Linked DNA regions of Zea mays: region 1 is linked to region 2. The links are chromatin contacts, called in public Hi-C maps. All regions are on one chromosome and are shown on one strand. Each heading gives the region's core, a stretch centred on a gene start, on an enhancer-like site or on the middle of the called end of the contact. The rest is flanking DNA. Distances are from core to core; before and after follow the strand shown.

Region 1 (3,691 bases), core at 291-2,790, 360 kb before region 2:
GGTGGCCCTTGGTTGCTTGTAGTCGTGTTATTGGTTTATGCTTTGCTGAATAGCATGGGTTCTTTCGAAGTTTGGTACTTTGAGATTAAGCATGTATCCGGAGTTAATAATACACAAAACATACACCAGAAAAGCCATATACAAATTCACAACAATACATGTTTAACTAGCCGTATGTAGGACCACCATTATTTTTAAGGTGGAATGGCCACTGTAGGTTAACTGATATAGTTGACTATGTACACACCTCACAAGTTACATAGGATCGTCTGCTATGTCATCTCTTTGTTTACCTCGAGTAAGCGGCACTTAGCTAACTAGAATGGTGCCCTTTTCAATTTAACCTTTAAATAATTACTGGTGAAACTGTGGCCCGAAGTGCTACATCAGAGATGAACTACAGTAGCAGTTGATGATGCCTTTGCAAGTTTGCATAACAACAAACAGCACATGCTATAGTAGTACAGTACGTGAAGTGGTAAAAATATTTATTGCAGGACAAATCTGCCTGTGTGTAAGGTACAAAGTGGTACCAAGCAAAAAGAAATAAACTTTGTTTTCTTTTTAATAAAATAACCTATTAACAGGGGCTTAGTAATCCCGATGCTGCTGGTGAGTATATAACTGCAAGGAAGCTCTACTGTTTTAAAAAAAACAAACTTAACAGATCCTCAGCTACTAATACTAATATCGGTATAGGCTAAATAAAATTATCTTTTTTCTTCCTTTCTTTAGTGCTAAAGACTGTAATCAGGAAATCCAAGAGCAACAAGTGGATTGGAAGTCTCACGTAAATTCAAGGGTCATATACCAAAGTGGATTTGTTGCCTATACAAGTTACTCTTGCTACCCCCAACACACAAAAAAAAACACTTTTGCTTCAGTATCTCAGAAATTGTACACTAAAACTAAAAGCTTTACTAAATCGTTACCATGAAGGGTTGTTACTAAGCTAAGGAAGTTATTAAAAGGCGAAATTAGTAACGTAGCGAAGTCTAAGAAATAATCGCAGTAGGTTAATAAAGCTCATCACATCACATGTCGGCTGGAAAAAGAAGCCAGCAGCAGCAGCAAGAAGGAAGGAAGGAAGGAGAGCTGACAGACCGGAGATGCCGGCGGTGCAGTAGACGAGCGCGAAGATCATCCCTCCGAAGGACCAGGCGATGCCCTGGATGCCGACGGTGGCGCACTTGGAGGTGGACTTGGAGACGCCCATGACGGTGAGGACGGTGATGTAGAGGAAGAGGAAGGTGGCGACGAACTCGGCGATGCCCGCGCGGTAGAAGGACCAGGACTTGAGCTCCCCGGGCTCGAACAGCGGCGCCGGCGGGGGCTCCTTGTAGTCCTTGTCGTCGTCCCCGGCCCCGGCGCCCTGCGCCGCCGTGCCGATGGGCTGCCGCTCCGAGAACTTGTTGGCGCCCAGGCGCACGTCCTCCTCCTTCCCCTCCATCTTTGCTCCCCGGCCCCACGCTACTGTCCCTGGCTCCCTGCTCTCTCTCCTGCCTGTGCGGTTGGGCTCTCGGTGGTTTCTTGAAGCAGCGGTGTGTGTCTGCGACTGTGAGGGAGGTGGTGTGGCTCGGGGATTATATAAAGGCAGAGCAGAGGACGGAGCTTGGGAGCAGCCAGGTCGTGAGGAGACTGGAGAGTGACTGAGTGGAGCAAGGAACTAAGGAAGACACGGACACTGTTATTTTTATTTTACAGCATTTTTTTTCTGGATGGCATTGGCAGGACACTGATGAGTGACTCGAGGAGGTGCTTCTGGAATGGAATTATTACGGAAGAGGAGGTGGCGAGCACGGGAGTCGGGAACGGACCTCACATGCAGTCGTTCCAGGCTTATCCAATCTATTTTATCTTTTTTTTTGGTTCGAGCGAGAAGCTTTGAAATGAGGAAATAAATGGAGAAGACATATGCTTTGCTTGCAATATTCTTTTGTTGCACTCATACTTTGCTAGGCAGGCTCCACGAGGCAGCCTTTTCCTCACTTCAAAGGGACTCCCTTGCCTGTGTAGTCTGTCCGGGATCCGAAGCCAAAGGCAGCACAGTCTGCACAGAGCTCACTGCTCCAATCCAAAGCAGCGGGGCGCGGAGCTTCTGCCTTTTGGTAAAGCAGGGCCGCGCCGCCGCGGTACTTCTGGAAGCAGCCTACGGAGTTACTGTTCCTGTCATTGCTTTTAGCATGTGCCGATTTCATTCGTTGCGTTGGATGAGTAGTGATGGGACATGAACCTAACCTCTTCGCTTTGTCATCCAGTAATGGTGTGGCTGTCCAGAAGCATCGCCTGCCGGTGCGAAAAACTTCAGAGTGTAGTGCAATTCAACCCACGGTCAGCAGCAACTTACCGAGGAAAGAATTTCCCACTCGATCTCCAGAATCGTGGAAAGGATGGTGCGGCTGGTTGCGGGACACATAGGCTAGGGTATTTAATACACTAGAGCTAATAATTATTAGTTAAAATTAGTTGAGACATCCAAACAACTTAGCTAATAGTTTAACTATTAGCTATTTTGGTAAATTAGTTAATAGTTAGGTAGCTATTTGTTAGCTACCTAATTTCACTAACAATTTTTAGACAACTAACTATTAGTTTTAGTGCATTCAAACACCCCCTAGGATAGGGATGTTCCCTGGGGTCCCCTCCCGTTCCTCTAATTTCGAGTGATAACTAGAAAGCATGGCGCGCCGTTGGCGCTCGCTCTAAGAGACCGTGCGCTAGTTATGGGTTTGGGTCTCAGTACTTTTATCTTCGCCTTTTGGCTTAATTAAATTATAATGTTTGTTCTTACGTGTCATTGTAATGCATGTACATTGTACTAGTGTACTCCTATAAACCTCATGTATCGTTGCAGTGCTTAGGTACTACTATAATCCCTCTGTCCCCATCCGAAATACAGAAGGTATTACATAAATGCGAAAATAGAAACAAACATGCCAATAGGTTGCCCAAACAGACAAGCGACAGACTCTTTCGGGCCTGAGCCAATATCTAGTCTATCGGACGAAGACCGAACCTTTGTCCACGACCCAAAACCGAAAGCAGAGGTGGGTAGGGTTCTAGCCACCGGCGAATGCTACGATTGCCATGAAATTTAAACGTCAAAGCATTCTTGGCGTTGATATTGATTCAGGTTTTTAATCCAATCTCCCCTAATAAACTCATTTTGTGGTTGATTCTCTATATGGTTGAATATTTCTTGAATCGAATTCATTTTATCTTTCCTTGTTAGTTTTAATTGAGACTGCTAAGTGGAACCTGCGAAGGATAATTAATGTAGCAGGATAAGGTGGGTAAAAAATATTAAAGCTCAGGAATCATCAAAATATCCTTCTCAGAGCTCTCCAGAAGAAGTGGCACGTTGGCACGCTCTCTTAGAGTTGTTCGCTAGTTATGGGTCAGAGCCAATTAATTTTTTTTATGTATGCATTATATCGTTAGTGGATTGGATAAGGTTTAGGTTTGCAGATCGACCAAGTGTTATGGTAGTATGGTAGCTGTCATACCTCAAATTTTATATCTAACTGTGAGTACTAAAGCATATAATGGTCGTGCTTTGGTCAATATTTGATCCCTTCTGTTGGTCCATTTTTTCTCTCCTAGCTACTAGGTACATTCTTACAGTTTGCACTATTTTTTCTTTTTATTCTACCAGAAACCAGGTATGTTGCCATACCTCATTTATCTTTTG
Region 2 (3,298 bases), core at 729-3,228:
ATAAATAGCATTACATAACACTTGGTAGCAAACGGAACTTGATAGAAGTTCATCTGCACTTAATAGGACTATAAAAGTAGTGAACAAAATATAGATTCTTAATTAACTAGAAGTAGCTTTTGTACTTTCTGTCCTTTAGTCCTCTTCATTTTTAACTGTAGATGACAATCCGTTCATTCCCATGAATAAAAAAGACACGCATAAGTTTTTGTACTACTACTAGATAAGCATCAATAGCCTTCTCTTCACAAGCATAAATTAAGGTAAAAAAATACCGCAATATGTAGCCAGCAATAGGATTATTCGTCACCGTCTTCAACTATTTTTTTTTCGTACAAATTTTAGCATTTACAACTTTTTGTCAACAGTACGTAGGAAATATGTTTTCACATTCGTCGGTCGTCACAATATATGTAGCGAGTCTTATACTTCCTAAACTAATCTGATATTATTCTATTATAAGCATCGGATAATCTAGGATACTTCATATCCATTGGATTTAAGTGATACATATCCTACTCCACATCCACACGCGTAGATCGGATTCACCGCATGGATATAAAAAATCCTTCATCATATCCACACTATTTGCACTCCTACTCTGGTTCATGAAGCCACCAAAAATAGCCTTATTTCGGCGGCCTGCTCCTGCCGCCGAAAATCCCTGCTTATTTTCGGCGGCCACACCCTGACCGCCAAAAATAAATATGACCGCCGAAAATGGTATATAGTGCTGTTGTATCAGTTAGACCAATGAGCTTACAAAGTCTAAAATTGTTCTTCGCCTCCTTTTTATGCTTCTATGGCTTTCTTCTATCAAACATGACATGATCCACCTTAGGGCTTGTTCGTTTGTGTCGGATTGGTGGGTCGGAACGATTCCTAACCGGATTGCTTCTCTAATTTATATAAACTTTGAGTAGCTGGAACGATTCCGGGTGCAATCCGACAGAAACGAACAAGCCCTTAGTGGCATGCTCATCGTGTTGTTCTTTCCCTAAAAGCAGAAATACAATAAGTTGTGCACGAACATTAAAATAAAAACAGGGTCACAAAATAATAACATAGCCCAAACACTCACTAGGCAGTTCAGCAACAAGGTCCTTCATGACTTGCTTTTTAAATTTTGATGCCTCCCTTGCCCTGTCGTCCTTAGCCTTCTGCTTGGCAGTCAGCAACCTTTGCATCTCCCTAACGTACCACTTATTTGTACATGAATGTATCGGGTAAAGTATACCTTGTTCCCATGTTTGACGATGTAGCATCTCTTTGTAGATCTTAGGAAAGTGTTCATGAGCTGAGATCCACACTTTAATTTTTTGTTGCATTGCTTGCTTCTGTCTGATTGTATCTTCGAACTCACGTTTAAAATTAAAATCCAAGAGACGGACTTTTCATGAAGAGCCTGTTTCTACACGACTCTCTGTACCGTATAGATTGTCTTTTAACTGTAATTATGATTCAAAGACATAGAGTTGTATCATGCAATATCTTAGCTATGGCTTATACTTGAAAACTATATATATATATATATATATATATATATATATATATATATATATATATATATATATATATATATATATATATATAGTTTGGGAGTGTACGTGTCCTAAGTTCGATGTCATATGTCGAAGCGTTGATCTCTAGAATAAATAGACTTGTATTTGATTTTTTTTAAAAAATAAGACTAGAATAGTAAATCGGCAAGGCTAGCGGGTAGTACTTATCCAAGTTGTACACGACCTGGCCTCTCCCGTCTCCATTATTACTCCGGCACTTTGGTGGACGTACGCGCAGTGGGCGCATGCATGGGTGGAGAGGCAGAGACGGACATGCATGGTGACGATGGTCGAGCCCTACACACACAACACATACACGTCCCCTCTCGCAGTCGCGGCCCATGCTCCTCCTCCCAGCGACGCGTCATGGCGCAGTGCATGCAATACAGCGCGCTGCCCTTGCCCTGCGATGCAGAGACGCCGCGGCATGCATGCATGCGCTCGGCTGGCAGGCACTGGCACACGGCCGGGCCGGGGCCGGGGCCGGTCCCTTTCTGCCGTGCCGCCTGCTGCTACGCTTTACTCTTCCGGCCGCCGGCCGCTTTTCCCCCGCTAGCTTGGCATGCGATGCGAGCGGGAAAAAGCTTGCAGCCTTGGTTGATAAGGACAAGGGAGGCCTTTCGCTGGCTGCTTTGCTTTGCCTTTGCTTCTGCTTGAGCATGATCCCTGTGCCCGGCTTTCCGTTCCGTGTCAAGGACAGCCATTAGCCGGCCGGCTTCATCGATCGCGTGTCCCTCTCCTCCTCCTTCCGATTCCCTATCGTCCCTCCGCGCCCCCAGCTGGGTCGGTCGATGAGCTGGAACGTGCATGTGCCTTTCTCTCTCTCTATCTGACGATGTGTGTAATGGCAGGCACAAGTTATGGCTGCCGCTGCAGTGCTGCAGCAGCCCCATGCACGTGATCGTGCACCTTTGTCACGGCTAAATAAACAGCTAGGCTGAAGCCAGGGATACGCTTTAAATGGACACCACACACAGCGGGCGGGCGCGCCGCAGTAGTCGTAGCTTTCCAGCAGCTGGGTAGGGCGAGCACGATCGAGCGCGCAGCGCTGGCTCAGTTGAGGCGGCCGGCGGCAGGCGTGCGTGTCGGCGGCGGGCCATCACGCCATGTGCCCGGCGGTGGAGCTGAACGCCGCCGGCTGAACCGCTTGCGCCTGGATGACTACTTTAAATCGTTCTGTCCGCTAGATATAGCGTGTGGATGACTACTTTATTCGTCCAGTAACGTTCGGTAAAAGCTCCTTTATCTTACCGGATGCTAGAGACGTCCGCCAAACGTAGAGTCTTTTCCTGTGTGCTCGCTAAACCGTCTCTGTCCTTTCCTTGACCATGGCTAGGAGCGGCCTGCGTCTAGGACTTGAGTTGCAGGTGGATGTTGTTTGCTCTCTCACGTGCATGCGTGAAGGTGATAGCTGCTGCAGTCACCATAGGATGCACACAACATGCTTGAGGAAATGTTCAAGCCAGCACACATAAAACTATTGCCGTTGTTTAATCATAAAATGACTAAATTCTATTAATTTATAATTCGTGTCGTACGTTATTTTTCATAATATTTATACGTTCAAATATTTGTAGCATTGAAAAATATTAATTTCATCATTTTTAATGCCGTACATTAGAACCAATTTAAAATATATGATAGTTTATGTATTCTATTAATACTGTAGCTTTAGAGGACCGAATTTAGAGGATGTTGCTGGAGACTAAGAAGATATAGATAACATAATCTTTTAG

Evidence for each region. Hi-C and Micro-C count contacts between places; a contact is called where the count stands out from the background.
Region 1: a Hi-C map of bundle sheath shows a contact between it and region 2, with 2.8 times the contacts expected there. The contact joins the promoter of LOC541886 here to the enhancer-like site in region 2. A contact is called at or near these places in 2 of 25 Hi-C or Micro-C datasets (bundle sheath and ear).

The regions. Positions count from the first base shown.
Region 1 is chr4:159,003,483-159,007,173 of Zm-B73-REFERENCE-NAM-5.0, reverse strand. It overlaps LOC541886 (plasma membrane integral protein ZmPIP1-3), which reads right to left and starts at 1,540. Exons shown (of 4, transcript NM_001365707.1): 1 at 1,105-1,540. The coding sequence starts at 1,450.
Region 2 is chr4:158,639,346-158,642,643 of Zm-B73-REFERENCE-NAM-5.0, reverse strand. No RefSeq gene overlaps it. Among protein-coding and RNA genes, the nearest start is that of LOC100282518, 11 kb to the left of the region's middle. Within about 2 kb of position 1,978, at least 18 of the 20 cell types and tissues checked have an H3K27ac peak or open chromatin away from gene starts, as enhancers often do. A contact at or near this core is called in bundle sheath and ear, where this site is marked.